5 separate regions of the Mus musculus genome follow, and all the other regions are linked to region 3. The links are chromatin contacts, called in public promoter capture Hi-C maps. All regions are on one chromosome and are shown on one strand. The core of a region is the stretch at or near the end of the contact, and the rest is flanking DNA. Distances in the headings are between cores, read along the strand shown.

What was found. Promoter capture Hi-C pulls out the DNA fragments that hold promoters and counts their contacts.
Region 1: a contact with region 3 is called in a promoter capture Hi-C map of stem cell-derived epiblast-like cells, with 5 times the contacts expected there. The contact joins the enhancer-like site here to the promoter of Tafa2 in region 3. A contact is called at or near these places in 7 of 39 promoter capture datasets (cranial neural crest, embryonic stem cells, hippocampal neurons and 3 more) and 4 of 115 datasets of contacts at active chromatin or transcription factors (craniofacial prominence, embryonic forebrain, neural tube and 1 more).
Region 2: a contact with region 3 is called in a promoter capture Hi-C map of second pharyngeal arch cranial neural crest, with 4 times the contacts expected there. The contact joins the enhancer-like site here to the promoter of Tafa2 in region 3. A contact is called at or near these places in 6 of 39 promoter capture datasets (cranial neural crest, embryonic stem cells, hippocampal neurons and 2 more), 3 of 115 datasets of contacts at active chromatin or transcription factors (craniofacial prominence, embryonic hindbrain and embryonic midbrain) and 1 of 9 other capture datasets (embryonic stem cells).
Region 4: a promoter capture Hi-C map of hippocampal neurons shows a contact between it and region 3, with 3 times the contacts expected there. The contact joins the enhancer-like site here to the promoter of Tafa2 in region 3. A contact is called at or near these places in 4 of 39 promoter capture datasets (the C10 cell line, hippocampal neurons, liver and 1 more), 1 of 484 Hi-C or Micro-C datasets (cerebral cortex) and 1 of 115 datasets of contacts at active chromatin or transcription factors (embryonic forebrain).
Region 5: a contact with region 3 is called in a promoter capture Hi-C map of hippocampal neurons, with 5 times the contacts expected there. The contact joins the enhancer-like site here to the promoter of Tafa2 in region 3. A contact is called at or near these places in 9 of 39 promoter capture datasets (the C10 cell line, cranial neural crest, embryonic stem cells and 6 more), 1 of 115 datasets of contacts at active chromatin or transcription factors (neural tube) and 1 of 9 other capture datasets (embryonic stem cells).

The regions. Positions count from the first base shown.
Region 1 is chr10:124,148,191-124,151,676 of GRCm38.p6, reverse strand. No RefSeq gene overlaps it. Among named protein-coding and RNA genes, the nearest start is that of Gm40794, 610 kb to the right of the region's middle. Within about 2 kb of position 2,201, at least 3 of the 459 cell types and tissues checked have an H3K27ac peak or open chromatin away from gene starts, as enhancers often do. A contact at or near this core is called in stem cell-derived epiblast-like cells, where this site is marked.
Region 2 is chr10:124,182,588-124,186,323 of GRCm38.p6, reverse strand. No RefSeq gene overlaps it. Among named protein-coding and RNA genes, the nearest start is that of Gm40794, 650 kb to the right of the region's middle. Within about 2 kb of position 2,328, at least 1 of the 459 cell types and tissues checked has an H3K27ac peak or open chromatin away from gene starts, as enhancers often do. A contact at or near this core is called in second pharyngeal arch cranial neural crest, where this site is marked.
Region 3 is chr10:123,262,739-123,266,270 of GRCm38.p6, reverse strand. It overlaps Tafa2 (TAFA chemokine like family member 2), which reads right to left and starts at 2,195. Exons shown (of 5, transcript NM_001252387.1): 1 at 730-2,195.
Region 4 is chr10:123,837,650-123,841,332 of GRCm38.p6, reverse strand. No RefSeq gene overlaps it. Among named protein-coding and RNA genes, the nearest start is that of Gm40794, 300 kb to the right of the region's middle. Within about 2 kb of position 1,327, at least 21 of the 459 cell types and tissues checked have an H3K27ac peak or open chromatin away from gene starts, as enhancers often do. A contact at or near this core is called in hippocampal neurons, where this site is marked.
Region 5 is chr10:124,247,931-124,251,898 of GRCm38.p6, reverse strand. No RefSeq gene overlaps it. Among named protein-coding and RNA genes, the nearest start is that of Gm40794, 710 kb to the right of the region's middle. Within about 2 kb of position 2,323, at least 23 of the 459 cell types and tissues checked have an H3K27ac peak or open chromatin away from gene starts, as enhancers often do. A contact at or near this core is called in hippocampal neurons, where this site is marked.

The sequences.
Region 1 (3,486 bases), core at 952-3,451, 890 kb before region 3:
TAAATTAATTTAAAATATAAAGGACTGAATATTAATTAGGCTAAATTATAAAATATCATCTTCACAACCATGCTTTGCCTCTTATTGATCAAGTTTGTGCATTGAAGGTATTTGCATTTAATCTCATAAACCTGTTTCCTTAGATTTCACTGCTATGAAGTGAGCCTTACAATTAGATAGTATGAGTTAGTGCAAGTAGACACTAAACAACTAGAAAAAGTCAAGGGCCACCTTCTAAAAATTAATTGGATTGATTATAAGGATATGATTACTTTAGTTCTCATTTAGCATAAGCTATATAAACTATCAGGCTATACCTGCTTCATAACAATGCTAGAGAAGTAAATAGCATCATACCCAGTTTTGAGTACCTAAGGATGCAAAGGATACTTTGCAGGTAAAAATTCATATTTTCACTTATACACCTACTAAGTAAAAAAGCAGAAGACAAATTGCCTTTGAAATGATTCACCCAGGCTTTGCCAGAGTCATCCAGATAGTCTATCATAAAAAATATCTACTGAACCCATCCTCAGGATGAAATTAATTTTCTCATAAAAGAGATATAAAATCAAAGAACATCTTGGATAGATTCTACACTGTTCTCAGGTCTTCCAATCACTAACAAAGGTTGCATTTATTTTTTCTGGTGCCACTAAAAGAGGAATCCTTACAAAGACACATAGATAATTTAGGAAACAAAGGATACCTCATTGACTCAAATTTTTCTCTTTATCAAGCAATGATACAAAACAAACAAACAAACAAAAGAAACTATTCAGTTCTTAAGACAGGTATCCTTGTGGTATGATGGAACATCATTTGGGTATATGCTCAGAAGTGATAGAGCTGGATCTTGATGTAGAACAATTCCCGATTTTCTGAGAAACCACCACCAAATTCATTTCCAAAGTGGTTACCCAAGTTTGCACTCCCACCAGCAATGAAGGAGTGTCCCCCTTGCCCACATCCTTGTCAGCATGAGCTGGCTCCTGAGATTTCTATCTTAGCCATTCTGACAGGTATAAGCTAGAATCTCAGTTGTTTTAATTTGCATTTCCCTGATTACTAAGGACACCGAACATTTCTCTAAGTGCTTCTCAGCCATTACAGACTCTTCTATTGATAATATTGTTTAGCTAGGTACCTCATTTTTAATTGGGCTATTTGATTTGTTGGAGTCTAATTTCTTGAGTTCTTTATATATTTTGAATATCATCCCTGTCAGATATAGGGTGATGTTGGTGAATATCTTTTCCCATGCTATAGGCTGTCATTTTGTCCTACTGATGGTGTCCTTATAGAAGCTTTTCAGTTTCATGAGACCCCATTTATTAATTTTTTATCTTGGTGACTGAACTTTGGTGTTCTGTTCAGGAAATTATCTCCTGTGCTAATGTGTTGAAGGATATTTCTTACTTCCACTCTATTAGAGTGCATTCAATCTTATATTGCTTTTGGTAAAATGGCCATTTAACTATGTTAATCAACAAGCATAGGATATCTTTCCATCCTCTGATATCTTGTCATTTTTTTCTTCAAAGACTTGAAGTTCTTGTCATACAGGTCTTTTACTTGCTTGGTTAGAGTTGCACCAAGATATGTTATATTATTTGTGGCTATTGTGAATGGTGTTGGTTTCCTAGTTTTTTCCTTAGCCTGTTTATTATTTGTATAAAGAAAGGCCACTCATTTTTATTTTTAGTTCTGTTGTATGCAGGTACTTGGCTAAAGGTCTCTATCAGCTGTAGGAATTCCCTGGTTGAAATTTTGGGGGTCATTTATGTATTTCATCACATCATCTGTGAATACCAGTACCTTGACTTCTTCCTTTCCACTTTGTATCCCCTTAATTTCCTTTAGTTATTTTATCAATCTAGCTAGAATATTAAGTACTATATTGGATAGATATGGAGAGAGTGAGCAGCATTGTATTTTCCCTGGTTTTAGGGGAATTGCTTTAATATTCTCTCCATTTACTCTGATGTTGGCTATTGGCTTGCTGTATATTGCCTTCGTTGACTTTAGGTATGCCACCTTGTATCCCGATCTCTCTCGAAGACTTTTATCATGAAGGAGCAGCTGTCTCTGACTCTGTTGTTTGCCTTTGGATCCCCTTTTCCTAACTGAACTGCCTTGCCTAGCCTCAGTAAAAGAAGTGCACCTAGTCCTACTGTAACTTGATATGCCAAGGCAGGTCTCCCCTTCTCTGAGGTAAACAGGAGGAAGATACTGTAACTTGATATGCCAAGGGAGGTCTCCCCTTCTCTGAGGTAAACAGGAGGAAGATAGGCTCAAGAGTTGTGAGGTGAAGGGTCTGGGAGAATAGGAAGGGGGTTAAAATGCAGAAAACAATTGACCATGGGGTGCACAACCCAAATCGATATATATATATATATATATATACACAATATCACCTCTACATGTAAAATTCATAGAACATTGCAGAAGAGCACTTGGAAAGATTTTAATAACCAGGGGCCCAGAATGCCTGCAGTGAGAGTATGTCTTCCAGTTGACAGCAAAGTAACACTCTTGAGATCTCAGCAATACAGTTGTCTGCACAGGACCTATAAAATGACACCAATTAACATGTCAATATGGATGGGGCAAAACTCATAAGGCCCTACTTCTAGATGGAAAGCTACAGGAAATTAACAGCTTCTGAGAAAGTGATAAGCTCGTATCCTAAGTCAAATGGGTCTGCCCAAAACATATATACCCATGAGCAACACTAAATGAATTCAGTGGGACTACTTAACAGTTAGAGAAGAGGTTATGGAATGGGGAGCAGAAATAATACAACTAGAGTACTCATATATGAAATTATATGAGAAAGATAATTTCTATAGTACCAATCTTTGATATAAAGGAATACATTAAATGTGTGCTGTGAATTTTAAGCATCATAGGCATAGAAGTGAGGACCATAGCACTTGAGATTCAGCTGAGAAAAATGTAGTGACTGAGTGTAGATCTCCCAAGTAGGACAGACCTAGACTGACTCCTGGCTCTGCCATTTACTTTCTATATTACCTAGGAATGTTTGTCTGTTCCCTTAAATATTCTAGCATCAGAAACACCTGGTAGGTATTTTATCTCTCTTTCTTCTGGTTCCACACAAGTTCTCTTGTACCTGGGAGCATCCCTCATGACTCAAGATGAGACAGATGTTCCAAGCTCAGAGAAGGCAAGTGAGAGACTTTACCACAAACCTTGGTTACTTTCCAGTTTCAGTAAGAAACTAGTTAATCACTCTCCGTTTTTATCCTTCAGTTTTCCTATGTAAACTCACAAAACTACACAAATGATATCCCATTACTTCTCACACCAAAGTTGAAAAGGACAGGTTATGCAAAGGACACACTCCAGGTCCTAAGAATTTGCACACCATCTTAATCACTGTTTATGATCTATTCTGATATGCATGCTGCTTGACCAATGTAACATTGATCAGTCACTTCTCTTGCTGTCTGTCTTTCCACA
Region 2 (3,736 bases), core at 1,079-3,578, 920 kb before region 3:
TCCATGTGTACTCTTTGGTTGGTGGTTTAGTTTCTGGGAGCTCTGGGGGTGGGGGGACCTTGTTGTTTGATAATGTTGTTCTTACTATGGAGTTGCAAACCCCTTCAACTCCTTCAGTCCTTTAAGATAACAAGTGTTGGTGCAGTGTTGAAAAGGGAACGTATGTCATTGTTGGTAGTGATATTGCTATAACCATGGAAGTCATTGTAAATTATCCAATAACCATTGGGAAGGGAAGAATACAGAACACACACACACACACACACACACACACACATACACACACACATATATAACATTACATTATGTGTATGATATATATATATATATATATATATGTATATATATATATATATATATATATATAACATTATGTGTATGTGCATCACATAATGTACTATCTATTAGTTAGTAGAATATTCTTTCAGCCTTACAAAGAGAGAAATTTCACTTGCATTGCCACAGGGGACCCCTGAAGGTAATATGCTCAGTGTAATGAATGGAGAACAAAGCACAAAAGCCAAGTTGTTTTGGTGTCTGCACAAGACTTTCCTATTCACATTAGGGAGGCAGAATCAGGCTCATCTCTGAGTTTAAGCAAACCTGGTCTATAGAGGGAGTTGCAGGACAGCCAAGGCCACAGAGAGAAACCCTGCTTGAAAATCCAACTCCTCCAAGTCCTCTCTTATGCATAGAATGTAAGCAAGGCAGAAGAAGAGTACAGAAAAGCCTTTGTGGGGAGCCCCAGGGAAACAGAAAGAGGCTGCTTGGGATACAGCTTCCTTTACTTTGGGATGGAAACTGGGCAGATCCATGGTAGATTTTGCTGACCTAAGTTCATCACACTGAGTCACATACTCCATATCTGCGAAGAGATTTTTTTTAATTAATTTATTTTTTATTAGATATTTTCTTTATATACATTTCAAATGCTATCCCGAAAGTTCCCTATACCCTCCCTCCTCCCTGCTCCCCTACCCACCCATTCCAGCTTCTTGGACCTGGCATTTCCCCGTACTGGGGTTTGCAATACCAAGGGGCCTCTCTTCCCAGTGATAGCCGACTAGGCCATCTTCTGCTACATATGCAGCTAGAGATACGAGCTCTCGGGGTACTGATTAATTCATATTGTTGTTCCACCTATAGGATTGCAGACCCCTTCAGCTCCTTGGGTGCTTTCTCTAGCTTCTCCATTGGTGGCCTTGTGTTCCATCTTTTTTTTTTAATTTTTTATTAGGTATCTTTCTCATTTACATTTCCAATGCTATCCCAAAAGTCCCCCATACCCACCCACCCCCACTCCCCTACCCACCCACTCCCACTTTTTGGCCCTGGCATTCCCCTGTACTGGGGCATATAAAGTTTGCAAGTCCAATGGGCCTCTCTTTCCAGTGATGGCCAACTAGGCCATCTTTTGATACATATGTAGCTAGAGACAAGAGCTCCGGGGTACTGGTTAGTTCATATTGTTGATCCACCTATAGGGTTGCAGTTCTCTTTAGCTCCTTGGGTACTTTCTCTAGCTCCTCCATTGGGGGCCCTGTGATCCATCCAATAGCTGACTGTGAGCATCCACTTCTGTGTTTGCTTCACAAAGGAACTCACACAACATGTACTCACTGATAAGTGGATATTAGCCCAGAAACTTAGGATACCCAAGATATAAGATTCAATTTGCTAGATCCATGAAACTCAAGAAGAACGAAGACCAAAGTTTGGACACTTTGCCCCTTCTTAGAATTGGGAACAAAACACCCATGAAAGGAGTTACAGAGACAAAATTTGGAGCTGGGACAAAAGGATGGCCCTGTGTTCCATCTTATGACTGTGAGCATCCACTTCTGTATTTGCCAGGCACTGGCATGCCCATTACACAAACAAAAGAGGACACATTGAGAAGATAGGTTGGTTTTTATCCTGATCGTGCTAATCATTTCAAAATGAATATTCTTATCAAAACATTGTGTTGTATGCAATAAGATTTTATTAGCCAAGTATGCCTCAGTAAAACTGGATAGAGCTTATGAAAATTAATTTTCAGGCAATATCCCAGTCTTTAGGGATTATTCTAGTGTGCTTTCTCTACTGCTATGATTAAACTCTCTGTCCACAAATAACCTAGGGAGGAAGGGGTTTATTATATGTCCAGGTCACAATCCTTCCATGAGGGAAAGAAGGAAAGAGTCAAAGCAGTTGCTTGAAGCAGAAATCACAGGAGAACCCTGCTTATTGTCCCTCCCCTGCCATTCCTGGGCAGGGAGATCTCTTATACAAACCAGGAACACCCACACCCTCCCCTATGGAGCATGATCCCAGGCCAAGTCTGATCAAGAGAACACCCCAGAGGTATTCCCTCAAAGAAGTCTGGCCTGTGTCTAACTGACAGTTGAATCAACTAAGAGAGTTCCCATTTAAGAAGAAATTATTACCACTGTAAGAATGTTTACTTTGTAAAAGTAAATCAATGAAAGGAAGGTAATTTTCACATCTCATGGTAGCAAAAATCATTAAAGCTCTACCATATGTGCTTACTGAATAGAGAAAATAGAGGTTTTTATTCTTCGTAAATGTTGCTTTTATATCTCCTTTGTTTAAAAAAAAATACAGGGATAATAATTCCACATGTTTTATATTAGCACCCAGTACATTGGTTATCATAGGTCAGACACTGTTTAAAAAAAAAAAAACTTTACGTAAAAGAATAACAAAGATAATACTCTATTAGAAACCATGTGTGAGCATCCTTTAAAATCTAATTCCTCGTTGCTCAGTATATTTTCCACCCATTTATCTTTTTAGATTAATTTTTCACACCTTTAATATCTCCCTGGAAGGCAATTACAAAATTTGAGGAAATGAGTTCACGTTTGCAGAATTTCTTCAGCCGTCCCTCATCTAGTGTTAGGAAATTAGAATAGTGGGGGACAAAGTATTTGAATAGTATTCAATTAAATCAAATGTCCTGTGTCACATTTATACCCATTTGCAGGGGAGGAGGAGAAGCAAGCAGACACAAAGTAAGTTACAGGAAGAAAGGAAGAAATACCAAATTCAAAGGCAAAGCTAGACCATTCTGAGCACAATTTACTTGTGTTTGAGTCAGTATTTTTTAACCTTTCTAATGCTGCCACCCTTTGATACAATTCTTCACCAGGAGCTTCTACTACCCATATAAAAATTATAATATAAATGTCTAATATGCAGGATATTTGATATGCTACCTTCCCACTGCCACCCCAAAGGGCTTACCCTCCCACTCCCCACCAAAAGTATTTGCTTTAATTCTCTTTAGTTTCATTTAAAAGCTGAAACTAATAGGTGGTTTCCTAGGTATGCAGTTTAGAAATTATAGTAATTGGTTGACATATAATTGTATACTATTCTATTTAAATAATTACAAGCAACGTCAAACGGAACTGAGTTTTATTTCTGTCATACTTCTGATCCAGCTTTCTTTAATTTTTTTGCAATAACATTCCAATATGTGAATTACCAGGCTTACATGTGATGCACTGAGATCTTCTCTAGGATAAAAATTAACAAGATGTCTTTATAGTCTGAAGAAAGGGACAATATCACAATAGAAACAAAAACAACAGCAACCAAAAAAAAAAGTATTCTCATGTTTACTACTACATACTGGCTATGAACATGACTCCACAGTAAACATATTTGTATATTTTCATCTCACATAATTTTCATATATATGTATGTATGCATACATACATATATATAT
Region 3 (3,532 bases), core at 946-3,445:
CCCCCGCCAACGCTGTTTATTAAACGATACTTTAGGAAAGCTCCCTTGAAGTACCCTTTACAGAAAGCAGTTTCCTTCGGTAATACCGAGACTGTTCCCAGAGCTAAATAAACCTTTAAGCGGGTGAGGCCCCGGAACTTATGAATGTGATTCTTTGTGGAAATAGTTAGAGGTGGACGAGTCAATATTCTCCTGGAAACGCCCACCCTCTGCAGACAGGCCTGGGAATTAACTAGTCAGAAGTGGACAGAAAGTAGACATTCCAGATGCGAGAGCTTCCCGTGGACCATCACCCCTCACTGATTTCTCCCTTGACTGCGACCCCCCCCCCCAACTGCTTATGAAAAGTGTCAGATGCCCACCAGCCAGGACTGGTGAGGGATCCATTTGAACCCCATTTCGGTCCTCGCCTGGGTCTCTCGCCTTCTGAAATAAGATGGACCCTGCTCCCCAAGCCTCCTGCCATGGCTCTGTCCCCCTCCGGGCGTCCCTCTTCCCCGCCCCTATCCTCGCCGTCTGCCGGGAGGGGAGGGGGCAGGAGGATGCCGACTGCGGGACCACAGCTACCCTCATCTTGGCCTCCTGGGACGAGCCGGTTTCTGCCCCCGGGCCCAGTTGATAGTCAAGGGAAGAGACAGTACTGGTGAGGGCTGTGGAGGCGCGCAGACCTCGCGCGGCCACTGTGGTCCCCAAAGCCCGAAGGCCCCCGAAGGCGCGGCTCGCACCTACCTGCAGCCGGGCGTCCCGGGGGCGGCAGCACCTAGCGATGGTCCGGTAGCTTCCGCGGGCCGACGCCAGCCTCACCGCTCCTGCATCGCTTCCGAGATGCCGGTCCGCTGGCACCATCCAGGGGCATAGGGACCTCAAGTCCGCCGGTGTGTGTTCGCAGAGGGCGAGCGAGTGTGAGTGCTGCCTCCTCCGAAGGCTAAAGGGGGGCTCGGCAGCGTCTTCACCTACAAGCTGGGGTCCCCCTTCCCCGAAGCAAAAGGAAGGTGCAGCGCGCGAGGTCGGTCCCCGGGCTCTGCTCTTTATCCCACAGTGTCAAAGTAATCGGAAGGGTCGTCGACCGAGGGGGAGAGCCAAAGTCTCCGCAGCCCCCGGCGGCGCCCGCGGTCGCCCGCTGTCCCCGGCGATGCGCTGCGCGCGGTGGTGCGCTCGGCTCCCGCGACTGCGAGGATCCAGGCGGGCTCCAGCCACCGCCGCTCTTATTCCATCTCCGGTTTGTTTGCTTTGAGCGGCGAGCGAGGACTTTTCCTCTCGCCCCGCGTCGGCTCTCCCTTGCACACAAACGCGCGCGCTCACACGTTCCCCCTCTCCCGCCCTCCCCCGGGTTCTCTAGGGAAAGGCAATTGGACGCGGTGATTCACCTTCAGCAGAGCAGCCTCCGCCGCCGAGCACACTCCTCGAGTTCCCCGGCTCTCCCAGGTCTGCAGGCTCCCGGTGTGGAGCGGTTCTGAGCAGGCTCGCGGGCTGTGCGCTCGGCCGGCGTCCTCCCCGGGAGACGCCTGCGTTCCCGCAGCTCGCACTCGGGTCCCGCGGGTGCCCTCTCGGACACCTGGGCGCCGTCGAGTCGCGTCCACTTAGCAGCAACTCCCGGCCAGCTGCAGCCCCTCGATCGCGCCTCCAAGTGCAGCCGGTAGAGCTCCTCGCATCCCACCCGCCGCCACTCTCCGCATCGTGTGCTCCAAGGGAGGGAACCCCTCTGCTGTCCCCCCAAGTCACGAGCGCGCCGGCACCTTCACCACCTTGGAGGTGCGAGTTCCAGCAGCAGACACAAGCGAGCAGGTGTCGCCTGTGTCACTTCGCCAAAGGCGGGAGTGAGAAAGAACGGAACAAGGGGAGGGGCCCGAGGAAACAAATCCAGATCACCAGAAGAAAAAAAAAAAAAAAGCCAAAAAATAAAATAAAATAAAATAATTTTAAAAAGCAATCAAAGCTTCTCCCTCTCTGAGTCCCACCACAAGCTCTGTACTGTTAAAATACACTAAAGATAATGTTCGAAAGTCACCCCAACGGGCAGAGCCCTGCTAGTCCACCCTAGACCCCTGTTCCACTCAGCGGGCTGGCCGTTGGGAGCGACTGGCCCCACTGTACAAAGCACAGAGAAGGCAGGCAAAGATGGGTTCTGACACTCCAGGCTGAGTTAAGCAGTAAAATGGGACGGCTGGACCGGGAGGCTTTGACTCCCTCTGTCTCCCTCCCAATTCTGTCAGCAGTGGCTGCAGATGCTGAGAGCAAACCACCTTCCTGCAGAAAGAAAAAAAAAAAAAAAAAAGTATAAGACAGCAAACGTTGCAAATGCTGGACTATGTCTCCCTCTAGCGGTAAATCTGGATTAGAACGCTTTGCCGGCTGTCACGGAGACTCATAATTTTTCTTCCAAAAAAATAAACAAGAATTTTCTTACACTATCCGATTTAAGAGGATTTTGAATTTCTACAACTAACAAATTCTGACAGAGTCAAAGTTAAGGGGGTTTTAACACAATCCCATGATAGCATATTCATTGCTAAAGGAATATCCTAACTTTACAGAGATTTCAGAGACAGATCCTAGAAGGTCATGTCCTTAAGGTTTGGCCAAATTGGGTCCTGGTTTAAGCGGTGTACATAAGATCTTCCAAGAAAGGACTTCTTAGACTCAGCTCATTTTGATCGTGCTTATGAATGAGAAAACATTTAAGCTAGTGGTTAGGATAGTACGAAAAATGAGTAAGACTTAGACACAATGAGAGAAAATGTCGACTCTGGAACGCTTACTCAGGGATCTTGTCTGTAACTGACTCCTCTCTCGTTCCACTAGGTTAATTTTTCAAACTAGCTAAATTCTCCCCAGGTCTAAGTAGTTGTGTTTCCCCAGCCCTGAGTCATTGAAAGATTAGCATAATTCTTTCCACCATCTATAAACTACCACTTATTACCATAGTTACTAAGAACTAAGGAATATGTTTTAGCTGGTGATTTTATGGTAACATAATTTAGCCTTATTTTCTATCTAAAGGGTTTTATGTAGTTGATTTGGGAGGGCTATTTTAACAAAGCATTCCTGCAAATTTTATTAAAAAGATTTGTTACGTCAGACACAACTAAGCTAGGCACACCTGTAACTTTGCTGTTTAGAGTTTGTGAACATTGTCATTTAGTGGGAGGTGTGCCTTAGGCATTTGTGTGCTTTTAAATAGAAAATATGTATCAAGGTCATGATTAAACAGTTTTCTATTCATTTTGAATTTTTTATTTATTCTTTTCTAACTTGATCATTGTACTTAGTCTACTCTTTAAAAAAGGCAATAATTTACTTTTTCAATTGGGAGTAACTGAAGCAATTTCAAATAAAAATCCAAAACAAAATAATATAGGGTTTTGAATTTTAATCGATTGTATCTGGTAGGTTTGTGAGACTCCGGGGCATGGCAATCATTGTGCACAACATATCTTCAAATGACCTCTTTCAAAAGACCAGTGTCTCGTATGATTAAAGACTTTTATTTTATCACAATTACATGGTAACTCATTTCCTGGGGGAACAAGGT
Region 4 (3,683 bases), core at 78-2,577, 580 kb before region 3:
AACACTCAATTGTTTTCATAAGTTATAAATAGGCCTGTGCTGGCAAACCAGACGTAAAACTTGAAAAAAAAATCTAATTTCTAGTGTTTGCAGATTGCTGTTGTATAAGTTCTCCTTGCATGGATCATTTTAAGCAACTGCTGTTTTTAATTGTAGCTGACTGCCTTCCCAGACATTTTGAGAGTCGTCCTCCTCATGTAGAAGATAGAAGGCAAGACCCTGATTAGATGCCTAAGACAGCAGAGTACTGGAATTTGTATGCACCATTGTATTTCCTACTTCAATGCTATGAAAACACGCAGTTTAGAGCTGAGGCACAGAAATGTACTAACAATGCTAACTAATAACTCGAGAGTACCGTTACAACAACATGCTGTAGAAAAGCCACTCGAGTGGCCAATTTAGTATTCACAAACCAGAGTCAACTGTGGGTACCTGAAGCCACAGGAAGCAAAAAAATTCCATTAAGCAGGGACCATTGAATATGCAAGCTGTTTACTTCCATCCTGGCTCCTGCCAGCATCCCTCCACCCACAGGTGCAGAGGGCTTTGTTTTCCTTATTCACCCATTCCCATTACCTGTTTTGGCATGACTACGACTGTCTGAATGTCTCTGCATTTACAGTGCCTCTAGCCATGATGTCACAAGGGCTTAGTGTACTAACTACCCAGCGATTCCCTCCAGCAGTGTGTGAAACGTGTCGCTAGCTGAACTGCAGTCGCCAGCTGGGCTCAGCCTTGAGAGGACTTTTGCCTGATCACTCTTGGAATCTTTCTGAAATACTGAATTAATTAGCGGCATGTACAAATTAAGAGTTTTCACGTGAAAACACGAATTCTCAGTTTGTCTTCTGAAGTCTGAAGATCTGACAACACTGAGCCCACGCCCCTCCGCATGCCAGCATCTTCCTCCGGTGCTAAATGCAGCTGCCCTTTGTAACGGAAGCAAGTACTTTCCACTCTTCACAGGATCCTTCACCCCCACTGCCTGATCCTCCACCCAGTTTTGCTCATTTGTGTTACCTGTCTGTCTCCCAGGGAATCTTAGTTGGCAACAGCAGGATAATGTTTAAAAAAAAAAAAAAAAAAGACACTTTAGAATTTGACAAGCCTGGGAACCGGTCCAGCCTCTGCCACTCAGTAATGTGTGAACATAAGCAAGTGATGGAGGCAGCCTGGGTCTGCTATCAAAATAGAAATGAAACCTAGCACAGGAATATAACAAGGACTAAACTTGAAGTGAATGCAAACATCTTGCTTACCACCTGTCATGGAGTGCAGCTCCATGCACTGTAGGTCTCTCGTCCCCTCCTCCTCCAGAGGGAACTCAGCTTGCATTCTTCCTTAGTTTGTTCTTTTTGTTCTCCTAAATAGGGCTACCCACCAAGCTGCCTAGTCCCATACTGAGCATTTTCACAGTTTTGCCTTTCTCTTTCTTCTGTTCCCAGCTGCACTTTGTTGATGAAGTACTGTTTGTCTTTGGATGTCAGAGATTTCCTTGGCCTCATATTTTCTCACTCTAGATAAGCCAACCATCTAACTGTAGAAGTCATAGATCCTTTTCAGTATCTGACCCCAACTTCGTCTCTTCATCTACCCAGGGAAAAGGAAGGAGAGAATCCAAGTGGTTTATTCCAAAATGTACTGGATAACTCATTTCTTGCACACAGAAAACAAAGTATCTTTATCTTTGATACAGATACTAATAAAGATACATAAATTAAGTATCTTTATACCTAGGTATATGCCAAATCCAATTAATGTTTTGATTATGCACTGAAATTGGATGATGTAAAAATGGCCTCTAAGCAGACAGAGGTATTTGCTAGGATTTGAGGTAAAGAGAAATATCTATTTACTAATACATGGAAGTAACATTTCTGCTATGTAAGATGGTACCTTGTAGAAACGTGTTGTGTAACACACAGCTGTATTTAATAATGTTTCTGTACTCTTCAAAAAGGAGATACTTCATTGAGCATTGCTAGTTTACAAAAGGCAAACACACAGAACTTTCTGGGGGTGGGGATGGTATCATGAAAATAGGCACATGTCAAAACTCATCAAAATGTGTACAGGTTTTTTTTTCAGCTTGTCAACTATGTCTCTGTAAGCTGTTACTAAAATTTATTTGGAAAAAAAAAATCCTACTTGAAACATGGCTGCTAATTCCACTTAAATGTTCTGGTGTCTCTATAAAAAGATGTTTTAGTAATATTGCCTTGATAACCTCTTTCCTGAACACACATATATAAAATCAGCAATCATCAGAAGCTATGTCCATAGAATTCATGTTGCTAAGGACAGTAACAGTCCATTCAGACGCCCTTTTTATCCCTCAGAACTTGCTGCCCACCTGCATGGGTTATCCCACCACAGACACCGTCAATCTGTCCTGTGTTTGGGTCTCCACCCCCATCCACTCTGACCTGAGCCATCCTAATTTCTTGCATGGAAAACTGTGATGGCCTCAAGAAGCTCTGCCCATACACAGTTTTGACCCATGTTGATATAGCACTGTGCAACAACGACAGACACCTCTAGTATCAAGTCTGACAGCATGTGCAGGCTTCTAATGTTTCTGAAAGTGGTGATTTCAAAGCCTGTAAGAAAAATCTCAAATTTTACCACGAAACTCTAAGAACTAGCAATACACCAGAGAGAAACATAGATGCAGCCCCTGCCTTCAGAGGGCTTTGCAGTCTATTGCCAGGAAGAGCAGAAAAATAAAGGTATAATGAGCCCTGTAATTTATATGTCCAATAGAAAATTTTTCATCATTGTTATTTGGAGTGAGATTTTAGCTGTGACTGTTTGTATTGTGAAGGTCCCTGTGACATAATTCTATGCGAGCCAATGAGAGAAAATTTGTTTCAAGAAACACTTTTCACATCATTCAGTGAGGTTTTAGTGAGTCCTTTATTTTATCATTTGCAAATGAATATTGACCATTCCATTCTGTGCCAGGCAAGGCGTAAATGACTTTATAACGAAGATTAAGGCAGACATGAGAGATACAAATCAGAAAAGCAAAGAACAGTGAAATTATAATTAAACTAATATTGGTTAAAGAGCAGTTGAAGGTAATATGGTAGCTATATAAACTAGAGCTCTGGAAGTGCTGGGCCTTACGATGTGAGGATTGAGAGAGCAGACAACAGTTTTGAGAAATGGATGCCTAAGACATCTATAGTATTCCCTTGACTCGAGCTAGAGAGTGAGTTTTAGACACTGGGGAACATTCCATTGATGTGGGTTAGTCTTGTTCCATGTATATTCAGATGCAGATTTTTATGCCCAGACATCAGTCTACAATCCCGAAAGTGGCATGGGTCAAGTATCTTCTGTCTCAATGTTATATAAAATCTTTTTTCCCCATCATCTATGGTTGGCTAATAAAGAGCTGATTCATCCTAGAACTAGGCAGATGATAGGAAGGTTGGACTTCCAATCCCAGCCAGGGGTCCCAGGTAGAGAGAGGCAAGAGAAGGACAAGAAGAAGAGAAAGGAAGAGAAGAGGTGGCCATGAGGCAAAAGGTCCAGGATGAGCTGTGGTACGCAAGTCGCCAAGGGATTCACCATGAGGACACACATGGAGATGAGTGAGTCAGGATGAAACTCAGATCCAAGGTAAAGGACCATGTAGCTGGGAAACTAGAGGTTAGGATCGATGAGTCTCTACC
Region 5 (3,968 bases), core at 1,074-3,573, 990 kb before region 3:
TAGCATTAGCATTGGGGTTTGATGTCTATGCCTTAGATGGATCACTAGGTGGAGTAGTCTCTGGGTAGCCTTCAATCTCTGTTCCATTTTTTGTCCCTGCATTTCCTTTAGACAGGAACAATTCTGGGTTAAAATTTTTGAGATGGATGGGTGGCCCCATCCCTCAACTGTAGACCATGTCTATCTACAGGTAGTAGTCTTTTCAGTTTCTATCTCCCTGATGTTGTTCACAAGACAGCCCCAGACTTCAGGGATTCTAGGGGCTCCCAGGATCCAATAAGGATGACATAAGCTGAAATTCCAGTTGTTCTTAGATTTCTGAATTGGTTTTCCTGATTTTTCCTGTGTTCCTAGAAGAGTTGACTGGATGCTGTACATTCTTCTTCAGGCCAAAAGTCTGAACTCAAAGTGTCAGCACTCTTCTAGTCACTATGAAGGCTCTTATGAAAGTCAACCCTTCCCTCTTCAAAGATGGAGTGTCTGTCCTTGTGTTTTAGTGTGTTACTGATGTGTGAATGATCTGTTTAATCTTCATATCACTTTTCCATTTATTTTTCATATAAGGATATTTATTACTAGACATGGCACCCACTCTGATGATCTATAACATGAATATTTCACATAGTTTACTTGCTCTTTTAATGTGTTTCTAAAAACCATATAGCTTAACTTTATACTTCTGGAAAATTTAATTTTGATTTACAACATTGGACTGATTTCCATAGCTTTATCATTACTTGTCTGCTATACTCATAAGCCTCACACTGTATAATATAATATATATTATAGAGATGTTATTATAAAATTATATATATTATAGAGATCTAATCTTACAGGATAGATGTAAGCAGGAGGGCTGTTTTGTCTTCAAGTGATTTTTCATATTTAATCTCTTATTGCTGGAACTATAAATATTTCTGAAAAAAATAATTCCAAATATGTTCCCCTGAGGACCTCAAAGCACCCAAGAATTAAAGATATTCAAGTCATTGCTTGATCTTTTAATTGCTCAAAAGGACAGAGATATGACAGGTGTCCACGATCATAGCACTCATGATGCAGAGTCAAGAAATCCCTGGAGCAGATGGCTAGCTAGACTAACTGAGACCAGGAAGCTCTGAGTGTGATGAGAGACTGCATCAATAAATAAAGTGAGACTGCGAAGCACACACTGTGTAAAATTCAGGCCTACACACACACACATGCACACACACACATATGCACACACACACACACACACACACACACACACACACCTATACAAAGGCATACATCCAAAGATAAATGACCACAAATACACACATTAAGATTATTTTTAATTGCTTAGGAATTTTGAGGAACAGACAGGAAATGCTCTGTGTAAAATAGATGTAAATATGCTGGAAATGTTTTCTTTATGTTTACATTTATTAAAATAATGTCACAAAATAAAGTATAGATTAAAAGAAACGCTGAAAAACATTTTTAATGTAGCAGGCATTTCCTTCTACTTTAAAAAGTCCAATTTTAATTTTGTAGCAAATATAAAACATAAACAATAACGCCAGCACAGATATTCAGGGTGAACAGTATGAAAAGTTGATTTCAGTTACAAAACACAAGACAACGCTTGAGAAGGCAGAAACATTTGTTCTGGCTTGTTAACTCCCAAGTAGATATTTTTATACAAAGGCTACATCTTCAAAGAACTGCGAGGGAGTTGGGTGAAAAGTTTCTGCTCATGTGTAACAGGATTTGTGCTAATACCTCCTACACACCACTTTCCAAATGCACACTCTATGTTTCACAGAACATTGTCTTCAGAAGGGCTGGGACTTGGCAAAAGTGAATATTTGTAAAGCAAACACGTTGTTACCATAAAAAAAACCTTTATAAACCTGGTAATTTAAAATGGCAAGATAAATGAGAAAAAGAATGTATGGGTTATGTAAATTACAGGTTGATTTGGAACAAAACAAAAGAGTATAAATCAGGACAAATTTAGTGGAAGAGCAAAAGAATCAACATTCAAAAATATAATTTCTGAATATGTCGCTGTCTTCTCAAGTCTATTTATGGTATTATCTTGTGATGAAGTCTGATACAGGGGATATCATAATGTGGGTACAATGAGAGGAACACTAATGTGTGATCAAGAAAAAGAAACTATTTATATTAGCACATACCCAGGCAACCCTTAAAAAATAAAAACATAATTTTATCAGAAGCCATGGGGACTTCGTTTGAAAAGCTTCTGAACAAAAGCAAAGGACACTTGATAGTCAAACTGGAGGAGGCAGGAAGTGCGTGTAGACAAACAAGAGAAGGAATTTGAGTGTGGGCGAGAGGCTGGCCACACAAAGCCCCACAGATTGGCAAGTCAGAGGTAGCAGAGTTCCCTCTGCACTGTAATTTCCTGAGAACAAATACACATTAACCAAGTGCCCTCGACTCACAATGCCTTCTAATTGCCAGTGATAAACCCAGGGCTCTTGCTTTTAATCTTAAGCCTCATACTGTAGTCCAGTGAATGCTGTGTATGAATTTGTCCATTTGATTTCCTGTGTGAAAAAGGAACTCCTGAAGTAGCAAGGTTGTTTCCTAGGATTCTGTATTCAAAAATAGACATGTATAATCAAAATAAGAAATAAATGCATTAGAAAAATTTGAATAAGGACTTATTTACATTATAGCATTTGGCTAGTCATTTAAAATTAAACTCCTAGGGAGAGACTATTTCTTTTAAGTAAAACCTTTTTGATTGAATTCCTGATAAAATACAAAAACACCTATGATACAATCAGTGTTAATGATTTCTGGAAAACAAAGAAAGACACTTCAGAGGCGTCATAAAATTCTGGTAGAATCATTTAAGTCTTAGTTAAAGATGACTGAAAAAAATGGTTAACTGTGACCTAAATTACAATTAGGCCTATGTAAAGTTAGTGAAATTCCAGGTTTTGTCAGAGAGTAGAAAATGCCCCTATCTTTTATCAAAACCAAATGTCTCTTTGACATATTTATTACTGTGAGATGATACTCGTGAAGTAGCACATACCGAAGATGCCATGAGAGGAAAAAGTCTACTGACCCAAATCATCTCTGTCAAATTGGCTCCTCTCGGCTTCTCTGCTTGGAAAAAGCTGCCTCTGAAACTCTATGAACCGCACTGCTCTGAACCGTACTCCTCTTCTCCAAACCGAACTGAGCACAACTACCCTCAACTGAGCACAACTACCCTCAACTGAGCACAACTACCCTCAACTGAGCACAACTACCCTCAACTGAGCACAACTACCCTCAACTGACCTGCTCCGAACTGAATGGAACTAAACTGAACTCTCTCTCCCTCACTGCCATTTAAGGACCATTTCCTGTCTGTTCTCATAAGAGTTGGGCATATCCCATCTCGGACTCACTCTGTCGGATCGTTCTCTGATTTGTCACTTTGTCTGCCTCTCAATTCAACACCATTGTTTGGGATTAAAAGTGTGTACTAAGGGTCTGTCTTTGTTCCCGACTGAGGAATTAAAGGTGTATGGCATGCCTGCATTCCAGATGGATCATATCTTTGAACGTGATCCCTTGCCAGAGCAGTCATGTAGCTGGATTGAAATTCCTCTACATCATTTCCTAGAATAGGCAGTACTGAACCACTTGTAACTAAGGTTACAGGTGGGACTTAGCCCAATCCTCTACAGACAGATTTAATCATAAACAGGGATGAATCTGGTTTGTCCTCACTGTAAGGTACATGTTAAGCCTTAGTAAAGGCAGACTGCTGTATCAGCCCTCCCTTTCTTGGTTCTCCATCAAAGGTCAAGCTCTGGAGAAACCATTACGTCCTATAAACATGGTCACCGGTCTTCTTGACTCTATTATGACCTGAGTTTTTATCCTCTGTTAGCTAATTTTTATCCCCAACCATAATCTGCCACTAATTTGTCCTCAAACCTTGTCATTTTCCAAAAACTGTAGCATTCCTCTGC